Regions from separate parts of the Mus musculus genome. Here regions 2, 3, 4, 5 and 6 are each linked to region 1. Evidence: chromatin contacts called from public HiCAR-type, Micro-C and promoter capture Hi-C data. All regions are on one chromosome and are shown on one strand. The core of a region is the stretch at or near the end of the contact, and the rest is flanking DNA. Distances in the headings are between cores, read along the strand shown. Region 1 holds the start of Fzd5 (frizzled class receptor 5). Region 2 holds the start of Rpe (ribulose-5-phosphate-3-epimerase). Region 3 holds the start of Ino80dos (INO80 complex subunit D, opposite strand). Region 4 holds the start of Ndufs1 (NADH:ubiquinone oxidoreductase core subunit S1). Region 5 holds the start of Adam23 (a disintegrin and metallopeptidase domain 23). Region 6 holds the start of Fastkd2 (FAST kinase domains 2).

What was found. Promoter capture Hi-C pulls out the DNA fragments that hold promoters and counts their contacts. A called contact is a pair of places that touch in the nucleus more often than the background predicts. HiCAR-type assays count read pairs that join an accessible place to other places. Capture Hi-C pulls out chosen DNA fragments and counts their contacts.
Region 2: a contact with region 1 is called in a Micro-C map of embryonic stem cells, with 4 times the contacts expected there. The contact joins the promoter of Rpe here to the promoter of Fzd5 in region 1. A contact is called at or near these places in 3 of 39 promoter capture datasets (the C10 cell line, liver and pre-B cells), 1 of 484 Hi-C or Micro-C datasets (embryonic stem cells), 2 of 115 datasets of contacts at active chromatin or transcription factors (embryonic stem cells and large pre-B cells) and 1 of 9 other capture datasets (embryonic stem cells).
Region 3: a promoter capture Hi-C map of the HPC-7 cell line shows a contact between it and region 1. The contact joins the promoter of Ino80dos here to the promoter of Fzd5 in region 1.
Region 4: a promoter capture Hi-C map of liver shows a contact between it and region 1, with 4 times the contacts expected there. The contact joins the promoter of Ndufs1 here to the promoter of Fzd5 in region 1. A contact is called at or near these places in 3 of 39 promoter capture datasets (liver and pre-B cells), 2 of 115 datasets of contacts at active chromatin or transcription factors (astrocytes and large pre-B cells) and 2 of 9 other capture datasets (adipose tissue and liver).
Region 5: a contact with region 1 is called in a HiCAR-type map of embryonic stem cells, with 2.3 times the contacts expected there. The contact joins the promoter of Adam23 here to the promoter of Fzd5 in region 1. A contact is called at or near these places in 2 of 39 promoter capture datasets (the 3T3-L1 cell line and embryonic stem cells) and 3 of 115 datasets of contacts at active chromatin or transcription factors (astrocytes and embryonic stem cells).
Region 6: a promoter capture Hi-C map of liver shows a contact between it and region 1, with 6 times the contacts expected there. The contact joins the promoter of Fastkd2 here to the promoter of Fzd5 in region 1. A contact is called at or near these places in 15 of 39 promoter capture datasets (the 3T3-L1 cell line, the C10 cell line, the HPC-7 cell line and 10 more), 6 of 484 Hi-C or Micro-C datasets (B cells, CD4 T cells, double positive thymocytes and 2 more), 9 of 115 datasets of contacts at active chromatin or transcription factors (astrocytes, bone marrow-derived macrophages, embryonic forebrain and 5 more) and 3 of 9 other capture datasets (adipose tissue, liver and macrophages).

What each region holds. Positions count from the first base shown.
Region 1 is chr1:64,735,770-64,740,318 of GRCm38.p6, reverse strand. Fzd5 (frizzled class receptor 5) reads left to right here and starts at 2,569. Exons shown (of 2, transcript NM_022721.3): 1 at 2,569-3,186; 2 at 3,466-4,549. The coding sequence starts at 3,719.
Region 2 is chr1:66,698,765-66,703,313 of GRCm38.p6, reverse strand. It overlaps Rpe (ribulose-5-phosphate-3-epimerase), which reads right to left and starts at 2,483. Exons shown (of 6, transcript NM_025683.3): 1 at 2,286-2,483. The coding sequence starts at 2,407. Unc80 (unc-80, NALCN activator) reads right to left here. Exons shown (of 65, transcript NM_001368824.1): 65 at 4,164-4,549.
Region 3 is chr1:63,112,231-63,116,779 of GRCm38.p6, reverse strand. It overlaps Ino80dos (INO80 complex subunit D, opposite strand), which reads right to left and starts at 2,309. Exons shown (of 4, transcript NR_045915.1): 1 at 2,236-2,309. Ino80d (INO80 complex subunit D) reads left to right here and starts at 2,513. Exons shown (of 12, transcript NM_001114609.1): 1 at 2,513-2,569.
Region 4 is chr1:63,174,090-63,178,638 of GRCm38.p6, reverse strand. Ndufs1 (NADH:ubiquinone oxidoreductase core subunit S1) reads left to right here and starts at 1,817. Exons shown (of 19, transcript NM_145518.2): 1 at 1,817-2,053. Eef1b2 (eukaryotic translation elongation factor 1 beta 2) reads right to left here and starts at 1,808. Exons shown (of 6, transcript NM_018796.3): 1 at 1,348-1,808; 2 at 763-885; 3 at 74-200. The coding sequence starts at 1,427.
Region 5 is chr1:63,443,907-63,448,455 of GRCm38.p6, reverse strand. Adam23 (a disintegrin and metallopeptidase domain 23) reads right to left here and starts at 2,565. Exons shown (of 26, transcript NM_011780.3): 1 at 2,044-2,565; 2 at 508-728. The coding sequence starts at 2,245.
Region 6 is chr1:63,728,387-63,732,935 of GRCm38.p6, reverse strand. Fastkd2 (FAST kinase domains 2) reads right to left here and starts at 2,311. Exons shown (of 12, transcript NM_172422.3): 1 at 2,245-2,311; 2 at 715-1,536. The coding sequence starts at 1,449. It overlaps Mdh1b (malate dehydrogenase 1B, NAD (soluble)), which reads left to right and starts at 2,618. Exons shown (of 11, transcript NM_029696.4): 1 at 2,618-2,665. The coding sequence starts at 2,644.

The DNA of each region.
Region 1 (4,549 bases), core at 1,320-3,819:
CATTGTTATTAACTGTAATAATAATGAAGTATAAGAAATATCGACTGCTACCCTTTTTGTGGACTAGTTACACCCAATAAACCCAATGAGTTGTTCTGGTGACAGTTTCTGTATATGATTATTCCAAGCATTAAACGAGGCAAAATATTTAGCAGCCTGCCTGAGGTATGTTAAGTACTCAGCATACTTTAAAAAAACTATTCTGTTTTTAGATTTATCTTTAGGTGTATGAATGTTTTGCTTGCATGCATGCATGTGTACCAGGTCTATGCATGGCAGCCATGAAGGGTATAAGAGAGGAAGGACCAGCTCTCCTGGGATTGTACAGATGGTTGTGAGCCACTGTGTGGGTACTGGGAACTGAACCCAGGTCCTCTGAAAGAGCACACAATGCTCTTTAACTGCTGAGCTCCAGCCCCAATCAGCATATCTTAAAATAACCTTTAAGTAATATATGTGGGAAAGCAAAAACTAAAACAACACACACACAAAAAAAGATACACGTTTACTTTGTCACCTTTTTTGGATTTTGTTTTGAAACACAGACTGTCAGTGTAGCCCAGGTTGTCTTCAAACTCAGAATCTTCCTGCTGTCCCCCTATAGAGTGTTGGATTTAGAGGTCTGAGCCACCACACCCAGCCAACGTTCCCTTCCATTACTACTGTAACTACTTGGGATCTCTAAGCAAAAGTCAGATTTTTGTTGTTAAGGAAGGTTGACAGAGCAGTAAGACAGTAATGGTCTAGGCAGAACCAAGTGGAACAACCCAAGGTTCCTGGGTGAATTCCAGTGTGAGTAGTTTACATTCTCCAACTTCCAAATAATTTTTATTATTAGCCAACACTTGTCCATCGCAGCAACATACACAGCACATAAAGTGTAGCAGCCTCCCTTGGCATGTCGGCAGGCTGGACATACTTTCCACTACGGGTCCTTCCTTATCTGACTGGTGTGCTATAGTTTTTCACCCCTCCAATAATTCTTAGCCCGGGATGTTTCTAGACCCCGAGGGCCAAGCAGTTACTAAGAACTAAAGAGATTAAATTCTAGGGAGATAGAATAATAAAAGAGGTAGAATTCTAGGGAATGAAGCAATATACATTATAAACATTTAGCTGTGATGTCTGAGATTAAACACGGAGTTTCATTAGCCTCCACAACGCCTTGCTGATAAACTGAAGATGGCTTTTCAGCCCGTACAGACGGCACAGAAGACAATAACAACCCAACAGATCTCAGTCAGTGAGGCCAGTTCAGAGTCCTTCAAGTACTCCTATGCCCTCCCCTACTTCAAATCCCTCCCACTCCCCTCCCCCAGCGGAAGGAGGAGTGAAGGAGCAGTCTACAATTTAAAGCCTCTTCATAAGCGTGTGAACGAATTTCAAGCATGCTAAACACCTCGGTCTCCCAGCCTAATTAGAACTCGTAGAAGAGAGGCATTTGTGGGACATTTAAAACTTGGAGTATACTAACCCATCAGGAGAGCGCCACTGCGTGTCCCTGCGTTGACTGTGCGCAGCAGGTCTTTTCACGGTTCCCACTGCCCCAGTACGCCCCGGTTATCCGGTCTCAACCTCGCCAGAGTGCACAGCAGCCAACCCTGGGGGACCAAGCACCCTGAGCTGTACACTGCTCCAGTTCAAGAGTTTTTCTCTGTGGGCAAATTCGGATCTGCCAGGGATTATAAACCGCAACTGCTAAGGACTAACGTCTCTAGAGACTTCCAAAACTGGAAAGAAATTCATTCTCTTGTCACAAGGACAAGATTTTGTTATATATAAAAGGGCAAAGCCTGGGAAATATCGATATTTCTAAGGGAGGGGTGAGTGGTAAAGATTGTGAACTCTGCTGCCCAGCTTCTGGTTTGGGATTCCAGGTCAGAGCGCCTATTGTGTGCCAGGAGCTCGCACAGGGAGGGGCACAAGTTTGTCAACGTCTCTGCTGTCTTGTTAGCTCAGCTGTGTAGGTCAAGTTCTGAGGTGTTCTGGCCTCAGAATCCTACGGTATCCAGATCGCGTATCAAGGTGTAAACGATTAACTAACACGAGGTTGCTCATTAAGTACTAGCACGTCTGTCACCTAGCACAAGGCAGCTTAGAAAGAGGACAGGTGGCACAACCGAATTGACCTCTCATCCCTTTAAACAAGCGCCAGACCTCGATAAGGACACTCAGCTGGAGAGAGGTGGCCTGGTGGAGGCCCTGGAAGCCGGCGTTCAGAGAACAGAGCCCTCAGGAAAGTGAGCACCATCCTGGTGAACCACCGCAGAGAACTCCAGAAGGACTTGGGGCCAGGTTTCCCGCCCGGGTTCTCTGGGAGGACTCATTAGCATTGACCCCGCCCTCGTAACTTCCCGGTCCACTATTGGCCGACGCTCTTCCGCTGCCCGCTCCGGGCGGGGCCGCGGGGCGCTCGCGGAGAGGCCAGGACAGCGGGGCGGTGGGCGGGGACCCGGAGAGCGATTCGTGGGACGGCCCAGCTCGGGGCAGGGCGGGAGGGGGCGGGAGGGGCGGTCCCGGGGCGGGGCCTCCCGGCGGGCATTAGAGGCAGGTGACCCGGGCGGGGCGGGAGAGGGCAGTCAGCCTGCGGCCGCGACTTGTCCTCTGCCGTCGCGCACAGCTCGGAGCTCCCTGGAGGTGGGCGAAAGAGTGCGAGAGCGCGGGGGAGGAGCCGAGCGGGGCGCGTCCCGAGAGCGCCGCCACCGCCCCCCGGAGTCTGCTGGAGCGCGGAGCCCCCTGCAGGGGAGGCGGCGAGCGGCTGGCGGGACGCGGCGGCGGGTGCGGACTATGCAGTCCCCGCCCGACCAGCGCTGGCTGCTCGCTGTGCTGTGAGGTGGCGGGGTCCCCTCCGGCTGCCGCACCCCTCCGCGCAGTTCAAGTGCTGCCCGGCGCCCTTGCCCTTCGTCCCGGCCCCGGGACGCCGGTGGAAGGCACGGCCTGCCCCTGCCTTGCTCTGCCCGAATCATGCAGGGGGCCCCGAAGGAAGAGAAGGCGAGTGACCGGCCCGCGCCGCCCATGGTCGAGGGGCGCCCTGCTCTCTGAAACGCCCTCCACCTGCTGCCATGTGTCGCCGCCACAGGTACCTAGCTTGTCGTTAAACTTTCCCAGCTCTGGCCCGATTCGGAGTCGCGCGACTGAGGAGCCCGGCTGGTCGCAGACATCTGCCGCCCAGCAGGATCCTCCGAGGTGAGAGCCCGCGTCTTCCCAGTTCACCCGGTTCCTCTGCCCCCATCTCGGGGACTGAGCTCTCTGGCCCCAGGCACAGCCTGCAGGGCCGGGCCAGAAAAGAGAGGCGGGCGCGGGCAGTGGGGTGGAGGGGGTGGGGGCGTCTGAAGTTTGGTTCTAGGAGGAGGGGAGGAAAGGAGTTAATCTTGAGATTGGAGCTGGTTTGCGGAGACCAAGTGGTTGGCGCTCCTCTAAGAGGAGTGGTTGCGATTTTTCTTTTCCCCTACCTTCTCTTTTAAGAGTTCTGTCCTTGGAGTCGGAGCCCTAATCATCCCTCCAGCCCTATCTGGTGTGGAACTGAGTGCTGCCGGCGGAGGCAGCGCCTTCCAGAAACAGTTTATCTTTGGACGGATTTCTTTAAGAGAAAAAGAAACCAACAGGTTGCCAGCCCGGGCGTCACACTCAAGACTCCGGAGAGGGAAGCCCCGGCCGCAGATTCGTCGGCCAACGCAGACCCTCTCAGGCAGCGGGAGGCAAAGGGAAGAAGGAGACGATGGCTCGACCCGACCCGTCTGCGCCTCCCTCTCTTCTGCTGCTGTTGCTGGCGCAGCTGGTGGGCCGGGCAGCGGCCGCCTCCAAGGCCCCGGTGTGCCAGGAAATCACGGTGCCCATGTGCCGAGGCATCGGCTACAACCTGACGCACATGCCCAACCAGTTCAACCATGACACGCAGGACGAAGCAGGCCTGGAGGTGCACCAATTCTGGCCGCTTGTGGAGATCCACTGCTCACCGGACCTGCGCTTCTTCCTGTGCTCTATGTACACGCCCATCTGTTTGCCTGACTACCACAAGCCGCTACCACCGTGCCGTTCCGTGTGCGAGCGCGCCAAGGCCGGCTGCTCGCCGCTCATGCGCCAGTACGGCTTCGCCTGGCCCGAGCGCATGAGCTGCGACCGCCTCCCTGTGCTGGGCGGCGACGCCGAGGTTCTGTGTATGGATTATAACCGAAGCGAAGCCACCACCGCGTCCCCTAAGTCCTTCCCGGCCAAACCTACACTCCCAGGACCACCAGGGGCGCCATCTTCCGGGGGCGAGTGCCCCTCGGGAGGCCCATCCGTGTGCACGTGCCGCGAGCCCTTCGTGCCCATCCTGAAGGAGTCACACCCACTCTACAACAAGGTGCGCACCGGCCAAGTGCCCAACTGCGCGGTGCCCTGCTACCAGCCGTCCTTCAGCCCGGACGAGCGCACATTCGCCACCTTCTGGATTGGCCTGTGGTCTGTGCTGTGCTTCATCTCCACGTCCACCACCGTTGCCACCTTCCTCATTGACATGGAACGATTCCGCTACCCTGAGCGCCCCATCATCTTCTTGTCTGCGTGC
Region 2 (4,549 bases), core at 1,234-3,733, 2.0 Mb before region 1:
TCTGGCCACCTAGTGTTTCTTAGCCTAGTTTCTGACTTTCTAGATAAGATCAGTTTGAAACAGAGAAGAAAACGGAGGGGTGGAGAGTAAGCAGAGGAGGCTGGCCACCTTTGTAAAGGGATCCCACAGCTCTCTTCTGGAGACATCAGGCTTTGTCTATTCTGCCAGAGTGATGGGAAAGGAGCTGTACTTCCCCAAACTGGTTTCCTCTTTTGCAAAAGATGAATGGAAATAGCTTTTACTTCAAAGGAAAGAAAAAAGGTAGGTATAGATTTAAAGGCATAAAAATTGTTAAAAGTAGAACGATTTAAAATAATTTTTTTGCCTTATTTACTAACTTAAGTCTGATATGGGGAAGGGGGCCAGCTGGGGGAAGGGGGGGGCATCGGTGATTCTCAGAGATGCTTTCTACTATTACTAAGCAATGATAACATGCTTTAATGTCTCTTATCAAGGAAAGTCAGATCCTGCTCTTGGAAAGTTTACAGTACACCAGGAGAGAGAGACATAGCAATATACCTTACTCTTCACGATAACATATTAACCTCAAAGAGTACCTGGACAGCCCACAGAGCCCTGGCCCTACACAAAGGACCAGATATCTAAGGAATTCTGAGAGCAGGAGACACAGTCTCATCCAATACCAAATGGCCAGCTCTGAAAATATACACACAAGTGGCATTATACAGACTGAGCAGGTCAAATTTATGTATTTAGGGATATATGTGTGTCTGTATTTTTACATATGTATTTAATAATATTTTAAAAGGTCATGGTTTTGAAAAAGAGCAAGGAGGTATAGGGTCTGTGTGAGGGTTTGTGGGAGGAAAGAGAAGGGGGAATGATTTAGTTATATTATATAGAATCTCAAAAACTAGACACGTTTAAAAATAAGGTTAAAAAAGCTGGGCACACTCAGGAGGCAGAAGCAGGTGAGGCAAGCCTGGTCTACAGCAACATTTGTATTAGCAAAGTGAAAGCACTGGTGTCCACCCCTCCCCTCTGCATCAAGCAGGCTCATTACACCTGCAGTCTGTGCCATGCTAGGACCCCTACATTTTCTCAGGCATCGAAATCAACACCATCTCTGGGGTACACATTCCAGCCGGTCAAGGGCTTTCAAGTAAGTGTTAAGAAAAATGAGATTTAACCACGGAGAGCCAAAAGAAACAAAACTGCTATGGACAAAACAGCAGTGATGTTAAAAAGAATTAGTGTAACTGAGTGTGGGGACCCGTGCCCATAATCCCAGCATTTGGGAAGCTGAGGCAAGATTTTGAGTTTGAGGCCAGTTAAGATTTATACAGACCTTGTCTCAAAAAAACCAGAAAGAACAGCAAAACCTCCAACAAGAAACGAAACTGATGTAAATAACACATATTTGCCAATGTGACTGAGGGCAAACAGATTTTGCTTATTTGAAATAAATTTATTTTTCTATCTCACTCCCAAGGTCTTTTATAATTTTATGTAAACTTTCGGTGGGAAATGCTAGTCAAAAAGCCAAGAAGATTCAAGTTCCAAGTCTGTCACAATCTTCTGTAATCTTGAGCAAGTCCTCCAGCCTCCTTTGGGTCTAGGTTTGTTTCCTCACTTTAGAACCAACTTAGGAAACTTGTACCCTGATTCTGAGCATTATAACTACAGTGCTTAAAAATTACTTACAAAAAAACTGACCTCCCTGAAGAGCAGGGTGCCTGAAGAGAAAATAGACAGGAAAATCAGAATTCGAATGGGTTATTCGATACAACTAACAACTGCAGAGAATCTGTTACACGCCAGGCACTGGACTTGCTCGTTTCAAGTTCCCCAAGACGCGGAAGCGTTCTATGATCAATAATCCTTCCATTTTCCTCACACTGAACCCGAGTCCCAATCAAGGCTGAAGCGGCTTGCCTAAGACAAGTCGGCAAGTGGTCGAACTCCGGAAGCCCATCCAGGTGTCAAGCTGAGGCTGTCTGCCGGCTTTGTCGAGAACTAGTTAGTTATCTGAGTTCGATCGAGCAAGTCGCGCCTGTCCCGTTGGGCCTCAGTTTCTCTACGAGTTCACCAGAGGAAGATCCTGAACACTGGAGGTGGCTCCCGGGTCCTATCACCACAGGTTACGGGGTGGCGGGGAAAGGACCGGGCCCCAAAGTCAGCCAGGGCCGGCTCGGTGCCCTCGGCAGCGCGCTTGGCCAGGCAGCCCGTCGTCGCACAGGGGCGCCGTGCACCCAACAGGCGCTCGCTGAGGTGCAGCGACGCCGACCCGCGCGGCCAGCCCGCCCCGAGCCCCGCGGAGTTACCCGTCCATTACATCCAGGTGCAGGTAGTCGGCCCCCGAGTCCAGCATGCGCAGGCACTCGGCCCCCAGGTTGGCCAGGTCGCTGTTGAGGATGGACGGGCCGATCTTGCAGCCCGACGCCATGGTGCCGGTTCCCTAGAGCGAGTGAGCCCACGAGAGCCCGGGCCAGCCAAGACTCCGTCCCGATTGGGCGCGCCGCACTGGCTCCGCCCCCTCCCACCTCGCACTCTCTTCCGGACTCTGCCGGAAGCAGCTGCCCTGCGGCGAGGAAGTCCCGCCTCCTCCTGGGGGGGGGGCGTCAGCTGGCTGGCTAGGGGCGGAGCCAGGTGCAGAGCTTCTGCCTTCTGTCTTGGATTTCCAAGGATCTTCTGGCTTCTTTTCCTTTTGAAAGGGAAAATAGTTTATTGAGTACAATGTAAGAAGTTCTACGGGTTGATCAGCTAGACTACCACCTACAATGTAGGAAATTTGTTTTTATTTTTTTCTCTGTTTCATACACGTATAGCATATATTGTGATCATATTCAACCCCATTACCCTTTCTTACCCCAGCCACTCCTCCTGACCCCTTCTTCCCAATTAACTCCTCTCCTACTTAAATAACTTCACCTCACGTGTCTGTAGGTTTTGTGCAGGGAGCCACAGTTGCTTATGCAATCATTAATTGCAGCATTCCGTTGAACTTCCCCCACCCTCTGTCTCTTACAGTCCTCTCTTCTGAGATGTTCCTTAGTCAAGCTGCTGATAACTGGTGACTGCTGAGTACTCAGTGTAGGAATTTTTGCAGTAGCTGAAAGTATAACGTAAAAACAAAATTCTAGGCCTTTAGGCCCAGGCATGGGAATGTGACCTCTGTGACTTAATGATGCTAATCATAAAACAGATAGCGACATTCCTCCACCCACCCGCTTCCTGGGTTCAAAGAGTGTTCATTCAAAGAAAGTCACCCTGACCATTGCTATGCAAATGTGCTATTGTTAGGGGCTCTTAGAAACTGTCTTGAGAGATAACTGGAACAATTACCAGGTATTCCTTGTGACTCTTGTGACTTTGCACTTCCTTGGGACTCTTAACTGGTATCTTTGGTATTTTCCAACAAAGCCCTCCCCACTTCCTTGAGTTGTGGTTTCTTCCTTTAAATACCTCCTTACCCAGCTAATCGGTGTGCCACAGACCTCTACCCCTGCGTGGTGTATGACCGTGGGCCCGAGAGCCCTCTTGAATAAGTTTGCAGTAAGACCGTTTCTTGTGTGATTTGGGGTGTCGCCTCTCCTGAGTCAGAACGTGGGGGAGTCCTCACGTTGTGGGTCTTTCATAGCCAGTCTGATAGAGTTGCTATCCAGCCATAATTCTTGAAATGGATAAGTGGCGTAATGTCAAACGTATCCAGAGTCTGGGCCAGGAAAAAATGAAAAGGTACATGAAGATACACGTGGATAGAACAAGAGCAATTCCTAAAGAACAAGGATAGGGCTCTCATAGTTTTATTAAAAGCATGCTGGTAATTTAGATGCCATGGTTTCTGCAGGGGACACAGTTAGAAGACAATAGTCTTTAATATTCTGACTTGGGGATATACCAGCATTCCGGGTCATAATCCGGGCAGTGAAGTCAATTTGGCTTGCTGTCTTCCATATCTACATTTTGCTTTATTTTGAAAGATAGAAGATGAGAAACAGAAGTAGGTAGGTATCAAATATGGCGGTAGAGGGACTGGGGGTGTTTACCCATTAGTGACTTTAAGCTAAAAATGGCTTTAGGCTTCCACTTTAGAGTGGAAGTCTGAAGAACAAGAGATGAAGGAAGGCACAGACCAGGTCTTGAAAAATGATCCTGAATGAGCTATCCCATTCCCAATGGAAAGAAGTGAAATTAGAGCACATTAAATGATCTTAGATTTATTTTATTATATGTGCATATTCAAACACAGAAATCATTAGCTTTCATAAATATCTTTCATAAACATCTCAGTATTTATTCAGATGCATTTTCCATGCTCTTTGGTCATTCAGTATTCATAACAGACTTTATAGTCATCTGAAGGAAGTTGGCTGTGTAGTCAATCCTTTGTCTTCACCTACAAAATGGCTAATAAAGGACTTTAATCCCATGGTCACAGTGACTATTAAAAATATCATGGAGGTACGTAGATTTATGATCCTAAATGATCTTTAAATAATATAAGTAAATTTATCATAAACTTTTCCAAATACATTCTGCCCTCTATTTGTGTTTATTCTCCTGAGTGTCAGATCAAAGTTTGCTT
Region 3 (4,549 bases), core at 1,060-3,559, 1.6 Mb after region 1:
TACTGGGCTGAGTGGGTGATGTGACTAATACTGGCACAAAAAGCTATGAGTTCCATGCTAGCCTGAACTACCTACTGAGTCCAGGGCCAGCTTGGGTTAGATAGCAAGATCCTTTCAACAAACCAAACCAAACCAAACCAACAAAAATGTAAATATCTGGGGGCGGGGGAGGGTGTGGGGGACTTTTGGGATAGCATTGGAAATGTAATTGAAGAAAATACCTAATAAATTTTTAAAAATGTAAATATCACACAACCTCACAAGTAAGACTTCCAACGTGAGAGGAACTAGTTAATTTTAATGCCCACAGTTTTTCCCACCAATGAAGGAGGAAAAACTCACAGAAGGTTTTATATTCAAATTTAGATAATAAAGCTCCCCAGACAAATAGTATCTGAATTCATCTTAAAGTTATAACTCGGAGACTGGAGAGATGGTTCAGCAGTTAAGAGCACTGACTGCTCTTCCAAAGGTTCTGAGTTCAAATCCCAGCAGCAACATGGGTAGCTCACAACTATCCCTAATGAGATCTGATGCCCTCTTCTGGGGTGTCTGAAGACAGCTACAATGTACTTAACATATAATAAATAAATATTTTTTAAAAAAAAGTTATAACTCAGAAATAGGCATTTTAAACATCAATTACACCTAAAATGCTTTGCAATGAATTTTAAATGAGCATCCCTAATTCCCTTGCAACATACAAAAAGCCTGGCTAGTTCCTACTTCTCCTAACACCTCCGCCATGGACATGTCAGGCTGCAGCAGCAGCTGGCTGTCTCCATGCCTGGTGCACTTTTTCTTTGATCCTGTTTATGTGCTAAAGTTTGTTCATTAAAAAAAAAAAAAAGAAAGAAAGAAAGGGAGGAGATTCTGGGGCTGGACAAATGGCTCAGTGGTTAAGAGCACTGGCTGATCTTCCAGAGGACCCAGCTCAAGTGCCACATGGCAGCTCACAACTGTCTGTAAGTCCAGTTCTTGGGCATCTAAAACCCTCACACAGCCATACACGCAGGCAAAACACCAATGTACATAAAACAAAAAATCACTTAAAAAAAGTAAACCTATTACATCTTTGCAATGTACAAAGTCGCTCAACAGGCTGACACTACACCGGAAGTTCTGAACATTCCAACACTAGGGAAGAGAAGCCTACCCCTCAATTCTGTGTTCCAAGAAGCAGGCAGCAAAGTATGCAATGTACCAAAGGCCTAGACATTCATCAATCTATGCAAACTAAAAGAAAATAACAGAAATGGAATTCTAGATATAATTCTTAATAAATAATTTTACTTGAAGAAAATCCAAGGCATCTTTCAATCTGTTGCTAGGTTTATAGGAGTCATCTTTCTTCTTGGGCTGATAGATGAACTGGCTTGCTCAGCTGTCCTGAGAGTTTAAATACACACTACTTCTATTTGCACCGTGAAAAATAAACAGCTGTATTATGCCTTTCTGGGCAGTCAATAGGTTTTACTTACATTGCTCTGAGAGAAGACAAAAGCCATCTCTTTACAATTGACTCTCAGCAGCCTCAGTTCCTCAGATACCAAAACCACAAAATCTTACCTCTAATACATGAAACCATAAGTACGAATACATACAACATAAACGAGCATTAAATAAAGACAATACCGTGACCTCTAAGTCTCTCAAGTGCCAATTTACAGACTGGCCACCAGATACAGAACTTGGACCTGCCATAGAGAAAAATCATTATTAGCCTGAAAAAAAGAAAAAAAAATAGAAAAAAAAAAGTAAGCTGCCACTGTCACCCTTATGGAAAAAGTTAACATGGAAAACAATAATATCGTAAAACCTGTGTCTTGTAAAGATTTCTTTCCATCAGAAGGTGCAGAAACATTCCCCACCACGGAGCACACGACCTCCTTTCTGTTTCTTCCCTGCTTTTTCTCAAGTATGGGCTTTTTTCCAGCGATGAGAGGTAGAAATTTGGACTTTATCTGGCTGGAGCCGGTGCACTTCTCCCCTTGGCCCCTCTCTCCTCTGCCTCCAAGATGGTAGGAAAGTTGTCGTTTCGGAGGGCAGAGGAACTGCTCTGTGGTGTTATGTCCTCGCGGTGCCTGTAGTGGTGCTGTAGGAGGCTGCTGCCTCTTCTAGTGCAGGCGGGCAGCCCTGCCTTCTTGGCTGGAGAGTATATTCAGGGATTTCCCCTTAATGATCACCGACCCTGGGAGCACTTTTTAGTTTCCAAAATAAAAATATGATCCTCACCCCTCGTGTTAGACAGGGAAAGACTCTTGCCGAAGCCCAGGGAGGGAGCAGTAGCAGCCGAGCTCCCTAAGTCCACTGCCAGCGCCTCTCTGATCTGTCAGCCTAGGCGAGGGAGGGGGGGTTGAGGGGGAGGAAGGAGGAAAAAAAAATTAAAAAAAAAAAAAAAAAAAAAAGCAGCTGAAAGGTAAGCAGAGGCGGCCCCAGGCCCGGCCCACATCCCCGGGCTCCCGTAGGGCGGCGGGCTGGGCCGCGTAGGCAGGGCGGGCGGCGAGCGCGCTTACGTGAGGCCGGGGATTCGCCGGCCCACGCCAGGCCGCGGGCGGAGAATGAAAGGGTGAGTGGGGCCGGCGCTGGGGTGGCGGGGGATGGGGCACCGGGGGCCTCGGGGACGCCCGCGGGCAGCGTCGGCGGGGGTTCCGGCGGCGGCCTGAGCGCGGCGAGCGGCGCGGCCTGCGCGGGCCGGGCCCCAGGAGTGCTGCGGAAGGGGGGGCGCCCTAGGCCTCGGGCCCCGCGGCGGCCGCGCCCTGCCCCCGCGCCACAGGCCTCCCGCGCCCCTGGGGTCCCCCGGGGCCTCGGGGCGGGCGGGCGGGCTGCATCCTGCGCCGGCCCCAAGCTCTCCCGCGGGACGGAGGGCTGGGCGGCGGGGACCGGGGCGACGGGGCCTCGGAGTGGGGACCGTGCGGCAGCACCCCGTCCCCGGGCATCGCGCAGACGGGGCCCCCCGGATTCCGGTAACTGTTGGGTTTGTTTATCCCCCCCGCTCCACGGCGCTCTGGGCGGCCTGGCCGGGGCGGGGCGGGCGGCCTGGCGGGCGTGGGGTGGAGGGGCGGCGAGGAGTCAGGTGCAGCCGCGGCCCGGAAAGTTTCCTTTTAGGCCCGAATTGGAGGCCGCCTTCTCTCCGGGGAGCCCCGGTCCTAGCGCCCGGGACCCCCGAGGGCTTCGGGGGGCGAGCACTCGGCTGGCTCGAAACTCTTTGCCAGTTCCTGTCCGTTCAAGGTACTCCGCCCCTGCACCCCTCGCCCGCGCCGCGCCCCACCCCGCTCCCCGCGATCCCCGACGGGGCTGCCAACTCCAGCCCATTCCCCAAGAGCTCCAGGGCCCGGGGAGAAGCCGTCTCTTCCGGTTTGGAAAAGTTTTCAAGGGGTTTTTCTTAGCTTTATTAGTTAGTGACTGGGCTTTCGGGGGTGGGGAAGGGAGGAGGTAGATTCAGGTGCTGTTTCTATTGCAAAGTCAGGGTCCATCGGCCTCCCCTCCTCCCCCCTTTTTAAAAAACCCAGCACCCCACCAAGGAGCTGTGGGGGTGCTACTTGTGTCTTTATTACTACCCCCACCTTCTCTCCCGGACTCCTTTGGGTCCTCAGTCTCCCTCTCTGGACAGCTCCGGCAGGAAGGTAGTTAAGAAGAGAGCAGAGAGCAAACTGTCAGGGAGAGGGGCAGGACCAGGCAGGCTTCTGGAGCAGTCCCCTGCCCTCCGTGGTAGGACTTTACCCCTCTTAGTTGGTCACTTGTCCGGTTAGAACCGACTCAGACGCTGAAGCCATGGGGGAGACCTCGGCTGACAGACAGAGCATTCAAAACTGGGAGGAAGGACCTGGAGGGCTGGGCGCCTGGGGAAGTAAGGTCTACCTGCAGCGCAAGGAGCAATGCCCGATTTGTTCTGAGCCTATTTCGGTTTAGGTGATGTCCTTAGGTGTCACTCTAGAATAGAAACCACGGGGGTTTATGGAAGCGTAAAGTTCTCATTGCTCCAGTTTGGGGGTGGTGTTGTCTGTGGAGGAGCCCTGTGAACCGAACATTAGAGTTTGGCTTTGGCCTACCCTGTCAAAGAACTAGATTTTTTTTTTTTTTTTTTTTTTTGGTTCTGTTTTGGTGCCATCAGCTCTGGAACTTTTTTTCTCTTCTTTTTCTTTCGTGGAGTAAATTTAAGTTTCCAAATCAAGAGTTTCTTTCTTTCCAAGGATAGGCTGTTTATCGAGGCTACAACTGACCTCACCTGGGTATTGTTTTATGTTGAAATTGCAATGTGGCCCTGCCACCCCCAGCCCCAGTGTGGGCATGTGTGGAGACTTCATTTGACTTCTTTTATTAGTTCTTTTTTGAAATTTCCATATTTCTCTCAGAGCTTGGGGCTCTGTGTGTGTGTGTGTGTGTGTGTGTGTGTGTGTGTGCAGGTGCTCTTGTGTCCTGCTTGGTTGCAGGTTGGAGGTTGCTGGCAGAGGTGGTCCAGTCTACAGAGTAGTTAGTGAAAAGCTGCCTGACCATCGCAGAGCATCAGGATAATCCATGCTCTGGTCTGCGCTGGCTTCTGTCAGGC
Region 4 (4,549 bases), core at 568-3,067, 1.6 Mb after region 1:
GATCCATCCAGGGAGTGGCTATGGCATCTGTCCTCAGGCTTCTCAATATGCTTGGATAAAGATGAAGTCATACCTCCTCATCATCAGATCCAAAGAGATCAATGTCGTCATCATCCTTAGCATCTGCAGCTCCACTTCCTGTGGTGTCTTCTACACTGCTAGGGCCATACTTGCCCAAAGATTTCTTCACTCCCGGCAGGCTTGAAAACAAACATTCTGCCACATTAGGTCAGTGTCAAAGCCCTTTCTAGGCAAAACACACAATCTTCCTTTCCCAGGAACTCCCACTCTCTTCTGGTTATTTAACCTTTAGCACAATCCCAGGCAAATAACTTTACTCTTCACCCATGGGAGACATTGTATTCAGTACTCACTACGGCTTACTCTTTCAGAATGAACATCTGTTTGAGATTTCATTAAGTATGCTCACTTCCATTCTTAGTGAACTGGAATCCACTTCCCCAAACTTCCACCCTTGCTGGTAGTTTCAGAAGAATGGCCAGGGACCGAATGAGCGAGCTACCCTCACACCCCAGCGGTGGCCCCCCCAGGTCCAAAGCACATGATCAGAGAGGTGTGGGAAAGGTGAACTGCGGTTGTCCATGTTCTACCTGTTCTGTGAGAAAATGGAGGACTTCAGTCTCTTGGCCTTGTAAGGTCACAAAGAAATTCAGCTCACACTAGGTCAGCAATGCTAAAGCCAACTTTAACCCGGTCCCTACTTTGCATGTGAAAATCCAGGTAGCACAAAGATACCTTTACCTGGCCTTTTCTTTTTCATACGACTTGATGTGATTATACCAACGTAGGGCATGACACAGGTCAGCAGGTGGTGGACCAGAAACTGCTTCAAATACTGCCACGTCTGCTTGTGATGGCACGTACCTGCCAGTGACACAAAAACAAGTGCACAGACCTTTAAAAGAAAAGACACAAACACTAGCTGGTAAATGACATAGCCCATATCCGTCAAGCTAACTAGTGAGAACAATTACAGGGCTAGCCTAAGTTGCTTCTCATTGAAAGGACACAGAACATGTTTGAATCTAGGCAAGCCCAAGAACTATCTGCCACCCAGGAGAACTCATCCCACCAGACTTGCCACAGGTTTCAACTAACAAACTAACTTGTCCAAAGACGCGGAAGAACCAGCTGGACGTGGGCACACGGAGAGCAAGCATCATCTCAATTATAATGCTGGCAGCCCCTCCCGGGAGGTCCCGCTCCATTGGCATCCCGGCCCCGGGAGCACTGACTCGGCGTCCCCCAGCATCCGGAGACCCGCTTCCTTCCCGCCGAGCCCGCGCCACGTGGCCCCGGCCCCCCAGCCTCTCGGCTCCTGCTCACCCCTCAATGTAGCTCTTGTCCGCCAGGTAATCGTTGAGCACCTGGAGGCCGGCAGGGGTTTTCAGGTCTCCGAATCCCATGGCGAAGGCTGGAACGGGGAGCTGTGCAAAAGCGGAGGACGAGAGCGCCGGGAGGCCGCGGCCAGCGCTGAGGGAAAAAAAGGACCCAGAGCGTCCGGAAAACTCCTTATATAGAGACGGAGGCGTTTCCCTCCGCCGCCCCGGCTAGAGGTTAAAGGTCAAGGTCCGTTCCTAGTCTCGGTCCTCCGCGTACCACTGCGACTTGGTAACTAAAGGGCCCACAGGTCGTCCGCCGGCCTTCCCTTGTCTTTGGAAGAAAATTAATAAAGGAGGCATTTTAAAATGCCTTCGCTCCAAGGACTCCGAAACGAAGGGAAACGCCCTCTGAGGAGCCGGAGTTGAACGAAAGCGCTCGGACGCAAGGCCTCGGCTACTTCCGGCGGAACTGCAGGTCCAAGTCGTCTTCTCCGCTTCCTCCCGGGCTCGCTCTCGGAAATTGCCGAACAGGTCCGAAGACGGGGAAAAACAGTCGAATCTGTGTTTCTAGTCCCTCCTGGCTTTCCGTCCTCCAGGTCGGGCTGACAGAGGTTGCCGTGGCCGCCATATTGACTTAGCGGCCAGGGTTTTGAGGGGTCAGGGAGACCCGGACAGGTCCGCGGAACTACTCGGTGGGCTCCGGAGGAAAGGTGAGGACGCGTTGAAGTGGGCAAGTTGAAGCGCTTCGAGTGGTGTTTTCTTTTTTGGCAGGTCTGCATCCCATAGGTCAGACAAGCCGTTCTCCTCTTGCCCTTGACTGGGTACCAGCTCCTGCCCCGCCACCTCTGGAACCCGGGAGAGCCGGCAGGTGAGGGTTATGAGCCTTGGTTTCTGGTCTGATGGAGCCTAAGCCGATCAGGAGACCTTTGGGAGTCCGGGCTTGCGAGCTACTCTCTCTTTGCAGGGGAAGACAGGAGATGGCCCTGTCATCAGGAGACCGGTTCATCTCCCAGGGTCACGAGAGACTTAAACCTCAGGCATCGGTTTAGTTGCTGTCTTGAACCTGTCCACGCTACTGTTTGTTTTTGTCTAGCCCGGTGATCATGTTGGGTAGTATTTTATTCATTCCACCGACGGGGAGAACTGACAAAAACTAAAAGTTAGCTCAGTCGGAGCTGGAGGGAGAGTCAAGCGGTTAAGAGTGCCTTGCAGAGAGGATCCGAGTTCGGTTCCCACTAGCCCAGTCAGAAGACTCCCAGCTGCCATGTAACCTTATCAGGGAATTCTCCACTCTCTTTTGGACTGTGAGCACCGGCACTTAGAAGTGCACATTACCCACACACAGATAAGCACATGCACACATAAACTAAAAATGAATCTTAAAAAGTTAGCCTGGAGTCCGCTGCAGATCAGGAAGCTGCGGTGTCTTCAAGTTTGTGAGGTTCATGTCTGTAAGACCAAACAGATTTCTGGGATCCACCCCCACCCCATCACTAAATCTAATATTCTAAGCCAGCTCATCAGCGCCTTTTAGAAAGTTACTTTTATAAGATACAGCCAAGATATTAGAGCCAGGGTGTGATGATGGTACCTGTCTGTAATTCCAGAAAGGGGAGGCTGAGATGTGAGGATTGAACGGAGAACTTTGTGTGTGATTAGGTAAGGACTCTACTAACTGAGCTACATCCCTGACTTGACTGGCTATTTTTGTTCCTATTTGGTAGATACTATGTCTAAAATACATATTAGAGCTGGGAAAGATCTTAGTTGGAAATGATGCTTGCCAATCCTGACATCCTGAGTTAGATCTCCAGGACCCACATTGATGGAAAGAAAGAACTGACTTTCAAAGGGTGTCCTTTAACTTTCACAGGCACCCGCCCCACCCACCTCCTTGTGTGTTTATGGTGACACTCACGGAGTAAGTAAATGAATGTCAACAACAACAACAACAGTAAAATATATACCAATCTGGACATGGTGGTGCGTGTTGATAATTCTGCTCCTTGCTTGGGAAGTGGAGGCCTGAAGTTTAGGAGTCCAAGTTAATCCTTGACTTCATAGCAAGTGTGAAGCCAGTCTGAGGTACATGAGGTCTGTCTACAAACAAACAAACCCCACCAAGTAGAAAACCCCAGTAAAACAAACTGTACAGTGTAGAAGCCAGGTTATCCCCAAACTCTTGATGTAGTGCAGGCTGTTTTTATGGGATGAAGCTTCATGGGTGTAGATCAGGCTGGCCTCAAATTCATGATTCTCATGCTTTAGGTTTCCCAGTGCTGGAATCACAAGCATTGGCCCTGTGCTTGGCCTCATCAGTACTTGTTAAAAATGAGCTATGTACTGCTCATTCTGGAATTTGGTGCAAAACTATTTGGGGACTTGCTAGTCTTCAGAAAAGAGAAATAACCAAATCTTTTGTCAAGGAACTTACAGTCTAGTAGGTAACAAAATCGATAATTTACCTTCAATTTAGTATTGTGGGCTTGTTTGTTGTTTGTACTCTGCATACAGCCCAATGCAGCCTACCTTTACGTTTTAGGCCTTGCACTAAAGCTACCTGCTCAGCCCAAGTTTAGTAAGTAGAATAATAAAATATATACATGGCGTGTTTTTAATAAGGAAAAGGGACACAGATGAAGAACAGTATACAACTGATTATCAGTAGCCATTACTGATTAAATTGATGTTAGTTTTTATTATTTCTTTGTTTTTTATTTCTTTGTTTTTTTTTTTTTTTAAGATTTATTTATTTATTATATGTAAGGACAGTGTAGCTGTCTTCAGATACTCCAGAAGAGGGTGTCAGATCTTGTTAGGATGGTTGTGAGCCACCATGTGGTTGCTGGGATTTGAACTCAGGACCTTTGGAAGAGCAGTCAGCACTCTTAACCACTGAGCCATCTCTTCAGCCCTTTCTTTGTTTTATTATTGGCAATTACTGACCTAGTAATTACACCCTGGGAAACTGTAGATTTGCTTTATAGGTAAAGAACCAATGCCTAGTGGATAACAGACTTGGTATCTGCAAATTCAGTATTGTAAATTGTAGATTACCATTATTAAAGAATTAGTTAAATAAATTATGAGTTAATGAAATGTTTAATTATATGTCATCTATAATAACTACAGACTTTAATGTTTAGGATTCTATTTTATCTGAAGTGGTAGTGCATGCCTTTAATTTCAGCACTTGAGAGGCAGAG
Region 5 (4,549 bases), core at 1,316-3,815, 1.3 Mb after region 1:
GAATTGTTTCCTGACAAGACATCATAGTAATGCTTCCCCCCGCCATGCCCAATTCAAGAAATAAAGTGAACTCAAGTGCAAGTTCTGCATGGAAAGTCTGCTGGGGAAAGGACAGCCACACTGCCTTCTGTGGACAGACTGCCAGGACTTATATCTCCTGGGAGGTAGCTTCCTGCACCTTTACATAAATGCTCCCAGAAACAAGTCAGAACTGCAAACAAGTTCACTCTATTGCTTAGTGCCAAGGTACCTGAGAGACACGGGGACCCAGTTTGTCACAGGACGTCTGAAAATGTTCAGTTTCCATTTCAGTCAAAGAGACAAACAGTAAACCCTGTCCCGGTCGATCCCAAGTTAATTCCCTCTAGTTTCTCTTCTACCATCGTATTAATTGCTTACTTAATAAAATGCTGCGCTAAAATTCGTGAAATCAGATTCTGGCAGAAAATCAAATGAAAAGAGAACTCCTTGTGGCAGCAAGTTGGACATATTCAGCCTCCTGCCTACCTTATTGTGTTTCTGTTGGTGTCTGGCCTTTGTGTCAAGAACATGATAGGGGCTTTCTGAGTCCTGGTTGATGTAATACACCAGTCTTGAAGGCAGTGTGATTTCTTTTTGCACTGCACTGCTGTAGCTGGTATTTCTGCTGCTGCTATTTTGTTGCAATGTGTTGTCTTCATCTGCCAGGACTCCCAGGGTTTTTTCTGCAGTTTCATTCCAGTGCGGAGCTGGGGGGGTTGGGGGGGAGGGAAGCACAAATATACACAAATACACACAGATACATCCAGTAAATATATAAACTCTAAAATACATCTTTCCATTAATTACATTAACAAAGTTTTCTATTGCTAAAAAGTTAGAAAGTGGAGACACCAAAAGACAAGTTACTGTAACAGTGGTTTGGCCTGGATAGGTTACACAACCATGTCCTGTACTCAGGTATATCTTTTCTATCCACTCTTAGAGCCGAACATCTGAACTGTAAGGGGTCAGAAAGCAGAATGCGCTTAGGGAAAAGTCAGCAACTAACATGCTCAAGGGTCCTGACCCTTGTCCCATCCCTCCTCAGAGGATGCAGCAGCTCAACTGTACCCATCTTAACATCACCTCATCTGAGAGCCAAGAACACTCCAGACAAAACTTGGGTCCTGAATTCATGGACACTGAATGTAAAGTGATACTTTCAAATATATTTGTGTGTGTGTGTGTGTGTGTGTGTGTGTGTGTGTGTGTTTATGTGTATTATGTGTGTGTGAATGTAGAAATATATATATGTGTGTGTGTGTATATATATATGTATATACACACACACATATATACATACATATATGAATGATTTCTATTTCTTTCTAACTTTGAGATGAGAAAAAAAACTGTTTTGCCATAAAGGGCTATAGTTGCTGGCAACTTTCCAAATTCTTTCTTTTTTACTGCCAAGGCCAGCTTTCTGCTTTCAGTGACTTCCAATCACCAGTGTGCTCAACATTGTATTATTCTGATTGCTCATTATGACAAGCATTTTGGGAAAACACAGCCAAAGGTCATGCGCAAAGAGTGTCTTGGAGACTTTCATTCTCTGGTCCCCAAATTATGCCTCTCTCACCTTAATTCCAACAGTAGGGACTAAACCTGGTGGGGAATTTGAGGGATCAAGCATTTGTCACTATTATTGCATGCCCCCCACCCCTCCGCATTCATATGAAGGTTCCCCAAGGCAAAAAGCAACTTGCTAGCTCACTGCATCTTCCTGTCACTGGAAGTTACATAGAGAGCGCTAAAGGACTCAGGAGCCACCAAATACCTCTGGGTGGAACCCACAGTCACTGGAATGGGTCTTTAGTGAATGCAACAGAAACGGACTTCCAAAAGTGAACCAGCATGAACCTGGGCTTGGGACGGACAAGGGTGGAGAGGTGGACAGGGAGGCGCTCGAAGGCCAGGCTGGGGACCCACTCGTCCGGGTTACACGCACCTGCGTGCCCTTCTCTCTCCTCCCCAGGGCCCCGCGGGGAAGGCAACGCAAAGGGCACCGGCCATACCCACCGCTGGGCGCAGCGGCCCCCCGGGCACGGGGCCGGGATGAGGTGGCGAGCGCAGGTAGCAGGAGAAGGACGAGGAGCAGGCGGCAGGGCGGCGCGCGGGCCGGCACCGGGCCGGCGGGGCAGCGGCCGGGGCCGCAGGAGGCGCCGGGAAGGCTGCAACCCGTCAGGGTCGGCCGCCGGGAGATGCTGCCGGGCGGCTTCATGGCTCATCGCTCCCGGGCGCCGGTCCGAGTGACCCGCGAGAGAGCCGGGCTGGGCTGCGGGGCGGCTGCGGGCGGAGCCGGTCACGCCGGCTGGGCGCGCATGCTGCGGCCGCGGGCAGGGGTCAGGGGCTGGGGTCTCGGGGACGGCGGCGCGCCGTCCTCTGCTCTTTCCGCCTTTCCGGGAGCGGCCCGCAGAGAGGGGTCCCCGCCGCTCCACCAACTTGGAGCCTCCTCCAGTGGCTGCACCCTCCCAGTGGCGGGCGCGGCCGCACCAGTGACTGCGGGGGTTGCTGCCGGGCCTAAGGATGCTGAGGAGGCGCGCGCAGGAGCGAGCGGCACGGGCACGCGCGGCGCGGGCGCGAGACTCGGGGACGCGCAGCGCGGTACTGCACCCCACCCTCCGGGAGCGCGCCCGAACGGGGTTTCGGGTGCGGATGCTGATGCTCTTGCAGATGCTGATGCTGTAGCCTGCATGGGCCGCGCTGCGCATGCTCGACTGTGGGAGCCCTGGGGGGGGGGGGGGGCAGAGTGATGCAGCATCCCAGGCAGCATCAAAATAGTTGGTGGCACCTCCAAAGACCAGAGGTAGGGGAGAAAGAAGTTTGCAGTCAGGGATGACCCCAAGAGGAAAGTGCAAGGGTTTCCAGGCCTGGGGCAAGCCTGATCTGGCAACAACTTGCCAAGAAAAGCGACCCATCCTCAACACCCACTCCTATACCAACTCTCCAGCGCAAGGAAAACTGAGACTATGCATTTTCCTTCTCAAACCTTTATTTATTTCCTTCCTTCAAATAAAGGGCTGCAGCCAGGGAGGTAAAAATAGCTGTGCTCCTCATAGCAGCGAGTGGGATGACAGTGGGAAGCACTGTGGTGCATCCGCAGGCTGGCGTCTGTGGGCACTGAGCCACTGGGATCCCCTTGCAGGGTCGTGGGTCCTCCCTCCTCGTGCCCATAGGGCTTTGAAGAGAGCTAAATTCAGAAAGTGTGACGGGCCATATTCTGGAATAGAAGAAATACAGAGATTAGAAAGCAACCGTGCAGCTATCTTAGGAAATCTATCGTTTGTCAACCAGCCTTGGGGGTGCGCAGGCATTTCTGAGAACACACTTCTATTTTTGAGATCCAGTCGTATCTTGTGCAGAGAAAGGGGGTATTTTCGCTCAGTGCTGTCAGTTCCCTGGTTTGGGTGGGTTAGCAGCCGCTACTAATTCTGGTGGTTCCTAATTAAAATTTGAGGCCCATTTCTATCACTGGACTCTGGTAACACCAACAGTAACTTATCCACTCTCCCAAGACTGGTCTGAGTAATAACAATGGTGTCTAACTCCATTATTGATATTTAAAATAGAGCTAAGGATATCTACTTGGAAAGGGCTGGGAAGGTTCTAGAAGTGTGTGATTAAAATAACAGTCAAGGCTGTTAGCCACCTTCTGTACCCGAGCTTCACGGAACGAACTTCTGGAGACAGACAAAGATGACAGGCCTGCATGCAGATCTCACACTGCAGAGCGGTTGAGGTGTCAGATATTAATTTTAATCTCTTCTTTCCACATTTGAGCATGAGTATTTATTGGACACATGGATTTAATTAATTAACCAATGTTCGTTCGCATGCACACACACACACACACACTCTCTATGCGAGCAGCAACAGTTTTCATTCACATTGTAACGCTAGGTCCTAACATGCTATCTAAGGACCAGGGAAATCTCTTGGATAATACATGGCCAATGAGTAAGCCAGGAGATTGTCTATAATATACATCCTGAAAAGGGGGTACGGAGACCTCGTAGTGCATGAGGTTAGTGACTTTCCTACTTGCTATCCTTGGCTCTCCATATGCAAATCATTTTTCCCTATCAAAACATGGCAAAAACAGGTGCTGGGGGTGTAGTGTTTACCTATCATGTAAAGGCCCTGAGCACTCCATTCCAGCATCACACAAAAAACTATCTCTCTCTGTGTGTTTGTCTCTCTGTCTGTCTCTGTCCGTCTGTCTGTCTCTCTCTCTCTTTCTTCCCCACCCTCTGTGTGTGTGTGTGTGTGTGTGTGTGTGTGTGTGTGTGTACATGCACTTGCACTCAAGCACACATGAATGTCTGCTATGGCACATGAGGATGTCAAAAGACAACTATATGGAGCGACCCATGGCGCTGGCCACATATGTGGCAGAGGATGGTCTTGTTGGACATCAGTGGGAGGAGAGGCCCTCGAGCCTGAGGATGCTTGATGCCCCAGTGTAGGGGAATGAGAAGGTGGATGTAGGGGAGGTGGGAGGATGGCATTGGGTGGGTGAGGGAGC
Region 6 (4,549 bases), core at 1,062-3,561, 1.0 Mb after region 1:
TTAGTGTCTTTCTCAATATCTTATCTCCACGTTTTGAAGACCAAAACTAGGTTGGAAATCCCATTACACACTCTCATAAGACCCTATATTCACTCACTCATTGCACTGAGAGATCTATGTGTGCTTTGATAGCTGCACTCTTGAGTATTCAGCACAGTGCCCTCAACATAGCATGAGTCATTAATGGAATGTGGCCACCACTCCTGTAACTGCCTACAAATACATCTTCCAGTTTAGATTGTAGGGGTCATGATTATAAGAAAATATGTGTTACATCTTTTATAACAACTGGTAAATGTGGTACCTTGTACATGGTTGACATCCAATATATAATCAGTATATAAATAAAGGAATCCACTAGCTGTTAACCATTAAATCTGTTTCCTAGTCTTAATTCTACTAATAGGATTAAGGTTATGTAAAAAAACAAACAAACAAAAAATCCGCTAGTTTACCTCCCATCCATTCTCCCTTCAACTACTCAACCTTTCTCTGCATCTCTCTTCATTTCCACTTAACCCTAGAGAAGGTCGGTGGGGCAGGTTTTCACAAATTTCCAAAGCAAAAGAAATGATCTAACTTAAGATCTCCTAGCCATTAAAACATACATTCTGCTGATAGTCTTTTAAGGAAGCTATACACACCTACATCCCCTGAGCTCCTTCAAACCATGTTAAACGCAGTACAGCCACACTTAAGTCTCTTTGGACTTACCTGAATCGTCCTCAGCAAAGTCTGTACCATAAGAGTGTTCTGAGGGATTCCCAGCTTCACTATAGCATTAAGGCTGAACAAGAGGTGGTCATAGTGCATAATCTTGGCTTCTCTCATCATCTGCTCACACAGCTGGTTAAAGGCAGGGTGACTGAACATCAGCTGTCTCTCAAAGCGCCTCTTGTCTTCAGATATCCTTTTGGCAATTATCCACATTGCTAAGAAATAGTTACTACCAGGAAATGTAGGTGCTTTTGAAAATGTGTCCAGCACATCACTCAGAGAGTTACACTCCTGGGCTAGCTTTTTATAATTCACAGGGGTTGGTCTTACTTTCTTGGTGAACACATCTTCACTGGAGGTATGATGAAAGTTTATTTTCTTTAAATCATGATCAGATGTCCCATCAGAGACAAAAGAATGTTTTGCATCAAAGGACAGTCTTCTAGGACAAAGCAGCCTATCAGGTTTAAAAACGGCTGAATGGCTTATGCCTTTAGTTTGAATACAACCATCTACTGATTTAGAAATAAATATATCCTGAAAGAGGTATCTAACAGATGGTTGCAATCCCTCATCAAAAACATTTAGCCGATGGTTTCTTGGGTTCCATTTTGAATGAATAACCTCTGGTCTGCAAGTTCCCAATGGATCTATCCTCAAAGCTCTGCTTCTTGGAAGTAACGTACTGAATCGTCGGATGGTCCATAACAAGGAACGTGCTTTGCTATTCATTCTGCTATCTATTGGCACACTTTCAAATACCCAAGATGCAACGCAAGTTGCCGTCTTTCTAAAAAAGAGCACATGCTGTGGACTGTCCTGTAGAGGATAGGTAAATAAAAGAAATAATGGTTAAAAACTGTTGCTTAAATAAGGGAAATGCATCTAACAGGGGCTTGCATGGGCACCGACGAGCCGCTAGAGTTTTATATTAAAATGGAACATGTCCTCGGTATGCTTCCTCCACGTTTATTTCATCTTTGTAAAAGTACCCAGGTCAATCACTTTAGCAGTTGTGGATAAAGTAGTTTCAATCAGTCAATCAATAAATGTGGATAAAGTAGCATAGATAGGTAGGTAAACTGAGAGATAGAAATAGACAGCTAGAAAGATAGATAAGACAGACAGAAAGATAGATAAGAATGTCTTGTGTAGGTGTTCAATATCGGCTAAGGAGAACTTTGTTAACACTACTTTGGAGGCCTTCACTGAAAACTGTATCATTGATGGACACTTCAGATCATCTTGCATTGGCCAAAAGCGAACTGTTAAGAAAACGTACTCGGACAGGTCGGTCTTGGTTAGGGACGGAATTAAAGAAAAAAAGCGATGTCCTTCCCGCCTGAGAATCTACAATCAGCCAGGTTCATCAAGATCCCGGAACCGGAGTCGGTGTCTTTCCGCAAATGGGCCGCCCAGCACTGCCCTAAACTTAAGACCCAGGCCACTTCCCAAACTTTTCTCCCCTAGGTAAAAAGACAAGTACGATCCGGCCCGCGATTCCGCTTCTGCTTGCCATCCACTCACCTTCGAACAGAACCCCGTGACTACACATAGGCGCAGCCATGACAGTTCCTCCTCAAGCGGCGCGTCTGGTGACGTATTACGGATTCTTTTATAAGTCAAAAAGCATCGGTTCTCAGCGACCGCGGAGGCCATGTGCAAATAGGGAGGAAAACCTTCCAGAAAGAATAGTTTCTATTCTCTGATGAAAAGATAGAAGCGAGAGCCTTAGGAAAACACGGAGCTTATAAAGTTCATCTATTGTTGTTTATGGAAACTCAAAACATTCAAATAGTGACTTTGAACTTTTAGCCCCTGGCGGTGCAGCCTCTTTTGAACGCGCCTGCGCCAGTTTTAGTACCCGCCGCGGTTGCCAGGAAACCGTGACGCCACGGTCCCAGTTTCTAGGTCTTGCTAGAAATCATGGCCAAATTTGTGATCGCGGGTGAGTGCTTCTCTAGTAAGCCCACAGATCTCTTCCCATGGGTGGTCAGCCTTGTTAACTGGCTTCTGTTCTTCAGCCCCATCCTTTAGAAGGATCATCTCAGGCTTTCTAGGCATTCATTTAAAGACGCTTGATACACAGTGGCAATGTGTCAAAGTCAGATGAGCAATGGGGACACGTTGGGGAAAATTCCCACCTCTGCCCTTGGCCAGTTTTAATTCCCACAAAACGTATAAGGGGTACAAAACGTATAAGGAATTCCTCTGATCTGCTGTGACTAATGTAATGATGGACAACTGCACAGGCCTCGGCGGGGTTGGCGGGAAAAGGAGCATAAGGAATGGATGGAGAGAAGGAAATAACTAAGCTATTAAAGAAACCAACCTCCAGATAAAGGCAAAGAGCTAGAAGATCTGTAGTCTAATGGAGGACCTGGATGTGGGAATGTCGCAGGGCCTGGGTTAGAATTACAAAATATAAACTAGATATTTAGTTTAAACAACAACAACAACAAAAGTTTGTACTAAATCTTGAACAAAATTTAACGAATTTAGGTAAAAATAATGTCAAAGTGTCAATTCGTCTACATTTTTAATGTAGACCATCTTGACAGCTGGAAGCAACACCACTACTTACTGGAACAGGCTGTTGACTGTATCTGCTTCCTCTTCTTTCACCAAGTATCTTTTTTTTCCTTTTTATTATTATTTTTTATTAGGTATTTATTTCATTTACATTTCTAATGCTATCCCAAAAGTCCCCCACCCACCCACTCCCACTTCTTTCACCAAGTATCTTAAAAGAGCTCCCTACTGTTCTATCCTTCCTTCCACTCAGTCTGGCTTCTCCTTTGGCCTTCCTATACAAACTATTTTGGCCACAATCACTTCTTTATTACACAATTGGAATTTACCATCCCTTTGGAAGTACATCTTTTGCTTCACTATACATTCAGATAAATATTTTTTTTTTTAGCACTAGAAAACGGGATGGTGGGAATACATACAGTAAAAACTTTCAGGACACTTTGTATATAACAGTAACAGGTCAGTGTTCTGGAGGAAACAGTGGTTGTGATGGTTTGTATATTCTTGAGCCAGGGAGTGGCACCATCTGGAGGTGTGACCTGATTGGAGTAGGTGTGCCACTGTGGGTATGGGCTTAAGATCCTCACCCTAGTTGCCTAGGAGTCAGTCTTCCACTAGCAGCCTTTGGATGAAGATGTAGAACTCTCAGCTATGCCTGTACCATGTCTGCTTGGATACTGCCATGTTCCCACCTTGATGATAATGGACTGAACCTTTGAACCTGTAAGCCAGCCCCAATTAAGTGTTGTTTTTATAAGACTTGCCTTGCTCATAGTGTATGTTCACAGCAGTAAAACCCTAAGACAGTGGTATAGGGTCTACCTAGCCAAGGGCTTCCCAGAGGGAAAAGTGATTAAATAGATGCCTGAACAACTACAGTTACCAAGCAGAGAAGACTCGGGAAGAAGCAGAAAAATTTACTGTGGATAATAGGGAGTAGAGCTGGAGTGTGAGTATAAAGATCATATATGGTTGTGAATGGAAACGCAGAGCACTCAGGTAGTATCTTTGAACCCCTAGCTCTTCTGAAAGAGCCTGAGCTGCCCTTGATGGTGCAGTTGCTGGGGAAGCATGAAGCCACGGTCCCAGTATCTAGGTCTTGCTAAAGATCTTGGCCACATTTGACGATAATTGAGAGTGGTTGGTAAGCATACATTTGAAATGAGTTTAACTGGGCTGGAAGAAAGGATGTAAGGGAAGAAAGGATGTAAGCATCCTAGGCTGAGGACAAATGAGATGATTCGGATTCTTCTGAGCCACATTCAGTATGTGAGACTTTAGCAAAACTACCTAGAAG